2 separate regions of the Gossypium hirsutum genome follow, and region 1 is linked to region 2. Evidence: chromatin contacts called from public Hi-C data. All regions are on one chromosome and are shown on one strand. Each heading gives the region's core, a stretch centred on a gene start, on an enhancer-like site or on the middle of the called end of the contact. The rest is flanking DNA. Distances are from core to core; before and after follow the strand shown. Region 1 holds the start of LOC107896838. Region 2 holds the start of LOC107896835 (WD repeat-containing protein PCN).

Evidence for each region. Hi-C and Micro-C count contacts between places; a contact is called where the count stands out from the background.
Region 1: a Hi-C map of leaf shows a contact between it and region 2, with 2.2 times the contacts expected there. The contact joins the promoter of LOC107896838 here to the promoter of LOC107896835 in region 2. A contact is called at or near these places in 4 of 34 Hi-C or Micro-C datasets (anther, hypocotyl and leaf).

The regions. Positions count from the first base shown.
Region 1 is chrA10:88,250,134-88,255,648 of Gossypium_hirsutum_v2.1, reverse strand. LOC107896838 reads right to left here and starts at 2,711. Exons shown (of 1, transcript XM_016822128.2): 1 at 889-2,711. The coding sequence starts at 2,123. The coding sequence ends at 1,170.
Region 2 is chrA10:88,041,804-88,048,070 of Gossypium_hirsutum_v2.1, reverse strand. It overlaps LOC107896835 (WD repeat-containing protein PCN), which reads left to right and starts at 1,545. Exons shown (of 11, transcript XM_016822124.2): 1 at 1,545-1,804; 2 at 1,888-2,031; 3 at 2,458-2,770; 4 at 2,859-2,922; 5 at 3,681-3,794; 6 at 3,925-4,087; 7 at 4,316-4,469; 8 at 4,606-5,219; 9 at 5,683-5,864; 10 at 6,044-6,267. The coding sequence starts at 1,640.

The DNA of each region.
Region 1 (5,515 bases), core at 1,462-3,961, 210 kb before region 2:
TTGTTCAACAATTAACTACCCTTCCAACTTGATAAAGTCCATCAGAAAATTATATTTAGCAATGAAGTCTACAAACAAAATTGGCATTCAAGATAAGCAGATTTCAGGGAAGAGAAATGTTCATCATTTATATCAGACCAGAAGGATTTCCTACAAGCACTTTCAAGAGGGGAGTAGGACCTTAGAAAAGTAAAAAGGAACCAATGTTTTGCCGTTACCAAAATATTTAGAGATCAGTATAATTTTTAATGTAGACTTACTACATACCACATACATCATGTCACAAAAGATGCAAAAGGGGCTTCACAATTGCTACACTTCAAGAAGCAAGCAAAAATAACGGAAGATGTTGAAGATGGCCAAATTGCATCAACCAAAGAAGATGGGTTCCAAAAGTGCCTAATCCCTGCTGTGGTTAAAATTTAAAGGGAAAAGTCTCGGAGTCTGCTCCACCTCCTCTATGTCATATATACCTTACTTTCTTACTGATAGAACATTTTTTTAGAACTTCTTTTTACAGAATAACTTTCCTTGTAGATCATTAACCTTTTTAAGACTACCATTATAGAAAGAACAAACATTTGTTTCTAGCTCAGCTACCTTAAGCAAGAAAAAAGATAACAGAATGCACAAGGATTACCAAAATTGGCTACAAGCGAAGAAGTTGGAATAAAGTTCTCTGTAGCACAGCTAACCAAAAATTGTAGACAGAGTAAAACATAAAATTATAACTCAGAGCCACACATGTCCAAGCCTAACATTTGCCTCAAACCAACGGTAGTTGGAGTCAAGCTTTAACATCAGCTTTGCTTTGATTACAAAGCAACCTTCATCCTACATTCGACAGAAACAGACAAAAGTGAATCCAAAAACACAAGGCACCCCAGGAAGAAAAAAAAGGTTTTATTCCATACGAATGAGACAACTATAATTCATGACATATAGAATAAAATCATTTCGGCTAAATGCACACCACAATGAATCATAGAATTATGAAAAGATTTTTGAGCAATAATAACAGACCTACACAAAAAAGAATCCTATATTACCCACACTACAACCGAGAGGTTACCAAGAACAAACCGCCAGAAAGAAAAAGAATGGGTGTGAGGCTGTGAACAGAAGAATTACTGAAAACAGGAAAATGCTCGTATATCACAGAGGGAGGGTTAGGGCACATATTCGTTCTCAAGAGTTGGTTGAGTCCGAGTGACCGTTGCCGACGGAGCTTTTGTATCCCCAACGGAGGTCATATGTAGTGCTTCTCCCACTTCAGCAGCCTTTTCCATCTCTTGCATTTTCTTTCTCCGCTTGCATTTGCGTGCCCAGAGTACAAGGAATCCCAAGAATGCCAGCAATGCCACTCCACCCACAACAGAAGCAACAATTATCCATGTTCTTCTATTACTCTCCTTTCCTTCACTTCTGGTTGGTGGGCTTGGTGGAGCAATTGACTCAGTAACGATAGAAAAATGCCCCTGTTGGATAGTTGAACACTCGTTGGCTGATGTCAAGTTACTTAATTTAACCAAACCATGTAAATCAAACCAAACACACTTGGGCAGTGACCCATTGGGAGCCGGTCGAACATCTGAAAACTTGATTTTTATAGGATCCCCAGATGCTCTTAAATCCAATTCCGGCAAATCGGTAGCCGATAAGTTAGAAGCATCATAAGCAAGAAGACCCAGAAGAGGAGCGAGATAGGTGTAGTTGGGAAGCGAATAATACCGCAGGGACCAATTGCCCAAGTTCTGGTAAACCAAAACAAGCCTTTCCACATAAGGTTGCTCCACAACTCCAATGGGGATCTCGAACTCCTTGTACATCCTCACACCCCTGGTCCGCAAGCTACCACTCCTCAGCCTCATTGCTGTAATACTAATCCCAGTGAAATTAGAAGGAACACGGGCATCGTAGGGCACTCCAGTCCTAGGGCGTACAAAGGCCCTGTAAGCATAGTCTTGAAGGAGCGCATCCAGGGCTCTGGCGGCGCTTGTCGAAGAGGCATTAGCATCAAAAGATTGAACCAGTAGAGGCGAGACTAACAACAAGCAGATAAACACAAGGAGCATCGCGAGACTCGGAAGCAGCGGGACGGAAGCACGAGTGTGGAAATTCATTTATAATGCAAGCGGGTCAGCAATGTGACGGGGACAAACAGTAAACGGCATTGAAGCAATTGCATGAGCTTTCAAGGAAAACAGTGAAAAAAAACAACTGTCAAATAAGCAGATCCATAGTTTAAAAAAAAAAGGTAAACTTAGGATTCTATTTGAACATCAACTTGTAGAATAAGCTGAGAGGCGAAGAGAGTAAAGCGAGAGGGAGCAGAAAAGGAAAGGAAAAAGGAAGGAAACAAAAAATAAAAAAAATAAAATACTGCTAACGGTAGTAGAATGAGTCGCAATCCTTGGAATTGATTAGCAAAATCAAAACCATAAACGATGAAAATGAGCTAGATTTGGGCAATTTGGGGGATGCCCAATATTCACACTCATTTACCACAAAAATTTTCAAAAAGAAAAAATGGAGAAACGCGCTACTGCATGTTTATATAAATGCAACGGACATACATACATACAGAGAGAGAAAGAGCGAGGAGAGAAAAGAGAAAGGGAAGAGAAAAGAAGAGAAGAGAAAGGGGTTTTTTCCTATTATTATTTTTAATTTTTATTTACAGGTTGTACGAAGTAGTAGTTGCATAAGCTGTAGTAAAAAATAAAATAAAATAAAATAAAAAATCTCTTAAACCCCACTGTCCACATGCTTGCTTTGCTTTTATTTTTTAGGTTTTTTGTTTGTATGGGGTTTTTTGTTTTTTTGTTTTTTCTCTCTCTCCATACTTAGTGCTACCACATTATTTGCTTTCTTCAGCTCCTAAGGCGAACGTGTCCCTCTCTAACTTTTGTCTTTCTTTCTTTTCTTTATTTTTTTTCCCTTAGCTTGAATTAGCTTTAGGTTGATGTGAACATATGAATTATATAGCAAACAATGGAAGAAAGAAACTACACAATTGAAATTTGTTTCTTGAGTCTCAATCTCAGTGGGGATGGTTGTTGACAACAAAGTGGAAAGTCTAAATTGTAAACTCATGTGTCAAGGAAATCGTCTTTCACTCTCAATCAATCACTTAATCCCCCCATTTACTTATTTATTTCATAGTAATTCGTATATATATACATAGTTTCATAATTCGTATATTACCAACAACTGGTTTCCTCGGGATTTTAGTCACGATAGCATTAGGGGTAACATCAAGTTATATATATTAGATGGAGTTGGAGGCTATGGCCTAAGCTAAAGTCAATTTACGAAAAATAGTGACCGGAAGTCAAAACACCGACAAACTTGGCTCAAAAAACAAACCCAAGAAACGAAAATAGTGGCTGGTTGGAAGATTACATACAAAGGGGATGTTTCACAATGATACAATGATTCCTACCTTTACAATAGTATGGAGATTGACAATTACACCACAATCTCTAAAGAGAAAAAAAAAAAAGATTGATGGATGGAAGACCTTAGAGTTTCGATAACCATATCCTTCTACTACATAATTACTATGTTGATTTCTGGCCTATAGATTATAATTTTAACAAAACAAGTTTTTGGATCACCATACATGGGCTTTTTATATGGTAATGGAAGTGGTAGTGAAAATGAGATTTGCTGTTACTATTGAGACTTCCGTTATTGTTGATGTTTTAATTCATGTTCAAATAATTTCTTGAACTGCTTTTTCATTCACATGCTTAAATAGATTTCGAGATCTATCTTTGGACAACATTCTGGACATGACTTCAAGACAACTCAAGTGAAGTTAGATGTTGCCATTTTGACTTTTCATCTCTATATTTACTTTTTCTATAAGCAAATGATTCTCCTAACTTAATTTATCTCATTCAAAACTATAATGATCAAATTTTTCTGATTGACGAAACATGAAGATCGACATGTCTTATCTAATAAAACTTATTATTATTCTTTAAGAATTTATCTTGTGGATTAAATTGATGAATTAGTTAGCTCATAAGGCTTTATCTTTGAATAAATATTGGAGGTAAATATCTTGGATTATTATTCAATTAAAATGATTAATTTATCTACAAAAAATTCGCTAAGGGAAGCAATCGTATTGTGCATATAAATAGGTCGTTTATTCACATATAGAGATGCATATTTTTGGATAGTGTTTGTGTTGGTATTGCTTGTCTCTTTGCTATTGTATTTTGCACTCATTTTCTAGGCAATATTAAAGAGACTTGAAACTATTGTAAACGAGGTGTTTGAGTGAGTGATTGTAATAAATTGAAGTTAATTATTAAGGTTGCAATTACTTGTGCAGGGATAGATTGGGATTTAATTGATAGACTACTGAACTAATGTTTGAATAAACTATTTTGAGTAAGGCTCGTAGAGCAGGATTATTTCTGAATCGTGCTAATAAATATCGTGTGCTTATATCTTTCTTTACGATAACTGTTTATTATATTTGTTCATTAAACTTGTGCTTAGACATTAGAGTAGACATTAATTTGAACAAGGAGTAAATTAATTATTTTTTAAATTAGAAAAATTGATGATTGGGAATGGAGAATTAAAGATGTCACAACTTCAAATACAATGATAAGTAAAAAAAACTATTAAAAACAAGGAAAGAATTTCCCCAAAGGCACAATTTTATTAACAGAAAAATCTGAATATTGACGAGGAAACATGCTTTTGATAGAGAAAGTTACAAGGGCATTTATTAAAGCATTAAACAAGGCTTAAGTCGGAAATGGTGGATGGCATGAGGATTGTTCTAGCAATCATAATGACGGTAACAATGGGTTCTGCCTATTTATATATTCCTGTCATTTTTGTGTTTTCTTTTTTTATATCTTTGTCTTATTTTATTTATTTTTCAATATAGTGTATGTTTCTTGTAATAATGTCATATTTAAAGTTGTCAAATCTAAGTGATATGGTATGAAAGAGCTAATTTAGTTTAACAAACTTTGTTCATGATTTTTTCTTTTCAAAGTTGAATGATTCATCTTGTTATTGTTATTGTCTCCATTATTGAGGTTTCTAGGTACACAATTTTTTAGGATTGTGGTAAGGAATGGTTTATTTATCGTTATTATTATAAGAAGCTGATTAAAGATGATGTGAGGCAAAACTAGCTAATTACCATTATTTCTAGTTACAAGTTTATTAAAGGTGATGTAAAATAAGCTTTCTCTTTGTTTTTATATAAAAAAACATTTTTTATCAATTTAATAAACTTGGAGATTTAGGGTTTAGAGCATTGTATTCTACCAATTTAATATCAGAGCTTAGCTCAACTACTCCACTTTTAATAAAGAGCTATATACCTTGGTAAGGGCATTTGAGGTTTAGCAACTTTACCTTACGTGATCATAAGTCACTTAAAATTTTAAAGGAATAAGGTAAATTCAATAAGAAACTTGCAAGGTAATTTCAACAAGAGACGTTTTACCTCATAGATATTATTTGATTATTACTT
Region 2 (6,267 bases), core at 296-2,795:
AGATCCATGGGCGAGTTGATGGAAAACCTAAATTTATTTGAAGGAAAGCTTTAAAGTAATTTAATATCTTTTTTCTTTTCTGTTTGTATTTTTTTATTTTTTAATACACGTGTTTTATTTATTTATAATAATTTTTACATTTTTGAAGTTTTTTTTATAATTTTTATCAAAAAATGAAATTTTAAAATTTTTCTTTTTAATTTGGAATTTTTAGAATTAGAACTAGATTGACAAATTTTGTAAATGTTGAGGGCTAAATATATTGAATTTTTTTAGAATCAGAACTAAAATGACAAGTTTTGTAAACATTAAGAGCTAAATTTGTTGAATTTTTAGATTTGGAACCAAATTAATAGAACGTGTAACATTGGAGGGCTAAATTTGTTATTATGCTAATAAGAAAAGCCCATGTCAGACTTCCGTTATTGAGTTAATGGCAACTAATGGAAGAGTGACTAAAATATTTAATTTCGAAAATTAAGTGACTAAAATGAAAAAAGATTGTTGGATAATTAAAATAGAACTAAGTGCATAATTGAGTGAGTATCCTTATAGTTTACCCTAAAAAACAATTACTAAATAGTAATTAAGTTAATGTCTAATATTATGATAAAAATAAATAAGAATGTTACTAATATAATAAATTAAATTAAATTTAAATAAAGATAAGTGAACCAATAGAAAATAAAATATTTTTATTATTAATAGAAAATAAAATCAAATAATTTTTATTATTAAAAAATTATACGTTTATGCATTTTCATTACTATTTTTTTTATAAAGGATAAAGAATAATGGTTATTTAAGGATTAACCTTAATATCAATGTCAATAAAAACCTAATATAATTTTTTTTATCATTTTACTCGTGGTTCGATGAATGGGACTCTGTTGGATTGAGCTTCTCACATTTTAACTTCTAATTTTATTTTTAACATCTATTTTTGAATAAAAAATATAAAAAATTATAAATCTATCATGAAATAGCTTTCAAAAAATATTTATAAAATTGGCATCAAAATTTTTAAAAAAGAGTAATATTTTTTTAGAAAGAAATTATTAGTAAAAAAGATATAAAATAATATTAATTAAAGGCATAATAACTCATTTGGCCCTTCAATTTTTTTGAAAAAGTCAATTTTAGTTTTTCATATAAAATAACCTTTTAACTTGTATTGTTGGTCAGATCACCCAAAATAGGTGAAAAAGTTAATAGCTGTTAACTTTAATGACCATCCACGTGATAGTTGACTTGTATGTCACATAAGTAATTAATTTATTTTTTAAAATTAAAAAGATTAAAAAAATATTATTTTATAATTTATATTAGATTTTTTAAAATTTTTAAAATTTAATTAATTACTAACATAGTATTCACATGACAAACCATGTGTATGTCACATCAACAACTAGATGTTTTAAAGTTAAAAAAGACTAAAAACTAAATGAGGACTAAAATGATTTTTTATTAAAGTTAGAAGGTCAAATAAGTCATAATGCATTAATTAAATGATATTATAATATTAGATCGGAGGTTTCCTACTAGGTATATATATGTACATCTGTGCATCGCCTAGAGTTTTATTTACTGCTTTCTACCCTGAAATTGGCCTCCAAGGATTGCAGCCGCCCCAGCCACAATGCTCCCCAAAGCTTACCGAACCAGCTCAATCGACTGGAAGCCGTCTCCGGTTGTCGCCCTTGCTACCAGCCCCGACGACTCTCAGGTTGCGGCCGCTCGTGAGGATGGCTCCCTCGAGATTTGGCTTGTCTCTCCAGGCTCTGTTGGCTGGCATAAGCAGCTGGTACCCTCAACTTTTCTTCTTCCATGTTATTACTATATCTTTTTCGTTTTAGTTCAGTTTAATTTATTGGTGGCTTTGTGTAGACTATTCATGGGGATTCTACTTGTCGAGTTTCCTCGCTGGTGTGGTGTTGCGTTGGTTCAAAAGGCCCGTCTCCTGGCAGGTTGTTCTCCTCGAGTATTGATGGCTCAGTCTCGGAATGGGATCTTTTCGACTTGAAGCAGAAGGTTACTTTTCATTATTTTTCCTCGCTTTTGCCATTTGTGGTATTCTCTGTCGTATTAACCTATTGGTTAAATCCAACGGGGTTTATTGGATGATTCTAACCTCTCCAACCTCAATGAAACATTTATATTAATTACTTATGGCCTTTTTGAATAATGAGATTGTACCCGAGTTCTGAGTCCCTCTCTTATCATTTTCTTCCGGTTGCCTTGTTGTAGGCTTAATTGTTTATGTTGGTTGAAGTATGAGATACTGCTATGATTCAATGAGAGTGATATATGGTTACGTAGATTTTGTTGATAGACTCCCATTGAATGGGTTTCTTTCTTTCTTCCTTTCTTTCACATTACCCTTCTAGTGTGCAAGAAGCTTTGAATAGAAGTTATCTTGTATTCATTGTTTATTTATGTTATTAAACCCTTATGCAGATTGTGCTAGAGTCAATTGGAGTTTCAATCTGGCAGATGGCTGTGGCACCGATTAATAGACTGCCAACTCATGAAGAGACTAGGTCTCAGAATTTTGGAAATGGTTATTTGAATGATAAATATGAATGCAATGATACTGATGATGATGAAAACTGTGAAAGTGGAGATGTTTCAGACTCAGAACAAGTTTATCAGAAACTAGTTATGGAAGATAGACGTGTAGCAATTGCTTGTGATGATGGAGCTGTGCGAATGTACACTATTTCTGATCTTGATAAGTTAATCTACCAAAAATCATTGCCTAGGGTTAGTGGTGAGATATCTACACCTGAGCAAAAATTCTTCCAAGGTTATTGCTTTTAGTTTTAGTCGGAGCTTATAGGTGCTAATACTATTTGCAGGACGTGCTCTAAGTGTGACCTGGAGTCATGACTCAAACAGGATATATTCAGGGAGTAGCAATGGGTAAGTTTGTCTTTAAGTGAATATGCTGCATGTTCTTTTATGACAACAGTTTATTCATATGGTAATATGATAATTCTGGGAATGCTTGCTTATTAATTTCTCATTTTGATTGATTTTATATCATTAATTTCAATTCCACTGTACTCCTATGTAGGGACTAGGGATGGTAATGTAGTGGGGTGGAGGTGGGGATTGGCTCTTCCACTTCTGCCCCCGTCCTGCATGGATTTTGAAAATATCCATCCCGATGGATAGCGTTTACATTAATAACTGCTCCACACTGCTTTCACTGCTCTACCCCATTTTTTACTAGTTATTTTTAAGTAAATATTGTGTAAATTGTAATAGTTCTTTCATGATATAATCCATTAGTATTTATAACATGCATTTATATAATGAAAGTATATATAAGATTTGTATACATATGATTTAAGTACGTATACATATGTCTAATATATATACTAAAAGTATAAAAGGGATACAGAGTATTTTTAGGGGTAAAATATTAATTTTAAAGGTGGTGAGGAGTGGGGCAAGCTTTTTCTGAAACTGCTGCACTCGATTGCCCATCTCCACTTTCAGAAAAAAAAAAACAACTCACCATTTGGAGTAGATGAATGCTAAATCCGTGAGACAGATATAGTTTTGCTATCCCCACTTCTATGAGCTGATGGTGCATGCTTTACAGTGAAATTGCTCTTATTTTATTGAATCTAATCTTGTCTAGTGTGGTAACATCTGTGCTAACTTTCTTGCAGGTTAATTAGATGCTGGAATGCTGATTTGGGTCATGAAATTTTCAGAAGTGTAGTAGGTCTTGGAGGTTTGGGAAGTGGGCCTGAGCTTTGTGTATGGTCATTACTTTCTTTGAGGTACATGTTGAATTGTCTATCTCAACTGATCGTGCACATAGTTGCATAATCTGGTGAAATATCTATGGTTGTTGCATTATCAATGGTTAATGCGCTTCGTTTTCATAGTTGGTTTATTTGTTGAATTCAGGTGCGGAACTGTTGTTAGTGCAGACAGCACCGGATCTGTTCAGTTCTGGAATGGTGATAATGGGACTCTTCTTCAGGCACATTCCACCCACAAAGGTGATGTGAATGCCTTGGCAGCATCTCCAAGGCAGACCAGGGTGTTTTCTGCTGGGTCTGATGGACAGGTATGAATGGCAATGAGTGGATTTTTTTTTTGGGGGGGGGTATGCTCTATGCACGTTTTCTTCTAAGGCCAAAATATTAAAAAAAGGAAAGAAAATAATAGTTGTATATTTTTCTCTTTTTCTACTATAAACCTATGTGCTTTTTTTTATTGAAATCATCTGCATCATATTGTTAAATTTAATCTTGGTCCTTCTCACTAATGCGTACTGTGTTGTAACATTTTATAGGTTATTCTTTATAAGCTTTCCAGTGAGATGCTTCAGTCTGGTAATGACAAATCTTCTTATGAAATGTTGAAGAAATGGGTGTTTGTTGGTTCTGTAAGGGCTCATACCCATGATGTCAGAGCCTTGACAATGGCAGTGCCTATATGTTCTGAAGGTCTGTTCATGTTTTTGATTCCTTGTCTATATATTGTTTGATTTATTTCATTAAAATTTTGAGCTTTCATTTTTATTGCTCAATTAACCAATTCATGCACTTCTTGATTTTAAACATTTCCCCCCCTAATTTCTAGGTTCTTTATCTGATGAGGCAAAAGACTTGCAAGACGAAAAGAGGAAAAAAGTAAAAAGAATTCGAACTCGGGAGAAGAAGCCCCTCGATTTTAGTTATGGTAAATGGGCTCATTTTGGAGTTCCCATGCTTGTCTCTGCTGGTGATGATGCGAAGCTATTTGCCTACTCTGCTATGGAGTTCACTAGATTCTCCCCACATGATATTTGCCCTGCACCTCAGAGAGTTCCAATACAACTTGTCACTGGCTCAAGGTTCAACCAAACTTCTTTTCTCTTTGTTCAGGCTTCTTGTTGGTTAGATGTACTCTCTGTTAATGCTCCTGATGTGGGTTCTGGCCCATATGGTGGTCAGGTGACCACTAATATAGTAGCTCGGGTTAAGAGTAAGGCAGGTCGAAAAATCATTTGCAGTGCAATGTCTAACTCAGGGGAGTTTTTTGGTTATTCTGATATCATTAGACCTAGTCTATTTGAACTACGTAGGCAAGCTGGCAAAAGTACATGGGCCATTAGTAAAAGGCAACTTCCTCAAAAACTTCCATCCGCACATTCTATGGTTTTTACCTCTGATGGGTCACGGTTGCTGATAGCAGGGCATGATAGAAGGATCTATGTAAGCCTCTACCTTCATGGCTTTCAATGTATTATCCTTATTGTAATTTTTAAACTGTCAATTTTTACCCTAAATTACCTATTTCATTATTTATTTATTTTTAGGCTAGTGGAATGAGTATTTCCATCCACTGAAACAACTTTAGTCTTTCACCTCTTTTCTAGTGGCTTACTTAAGCAAAGATTTTCAACGTCCAACTTGGAAATTCAGATTTCACCTCTTGAAACATTATTTTGTCGGATTTATAACATTTTACTCAAGCATGTTACATAATCTTAATTATGTTAATGTGCACCCAACCTAGTATACTTGCTTATTGTAACATAATCTTAATGAATGGAGCAGACAAGGATAATAACTTACTCTTTGATCTTTGATAATAACCTCGATAAAACATAGAATATGCGAGTTCAGAAACTGCATTTCTGTGATCTTTGATAATAATGTACTCTTGGTTTTGTAGGTTGTGGATTTGGACAGCTCGAAACTACTGCATACCTTCATTCCTTGTCGTCAGGAGCATGAGAAGGAAGGACCCCCTGGTGAGCCTCCCATAACAAAAATGTTCACAAGTTCTGATGACCAGTGGTTAGCTGCTATCAACTGCTTCGGAGATATATATTTATTCAATCTGGAGATACTAAGGTAAGAAATTACATTTGAGACAATTCTTAAAGTGGTAGTACTTAATACCTGTCTAGTTGATAATGCCATTTCAAATACATGATTAATCATTAATGTCTATGAGATGAGGAAGGTTGAATTTTTTATGATTTTTCATTGCTTTGTTTTCCTTTTGATTAAGCTTTGTTTCTCTGGACTAGGCAACACTGGTTTATATCAAGATTGGATGGTGCCTCTGTTACTGCCGGTGGCTTTCCTCCTCAGAGAAATAACGTGCTTATTATCACAACTTCCTCAAACCAATTCTATATATTTGATGTGGAAGCTAGACAGTTGGGAGAATGGTCGATGCAGCATTCATTCACTCTTCCTAGAAGATACCAAGAATTTCCTGGGGAGGTTATTGGGTTCTCTTTCTGCCCTT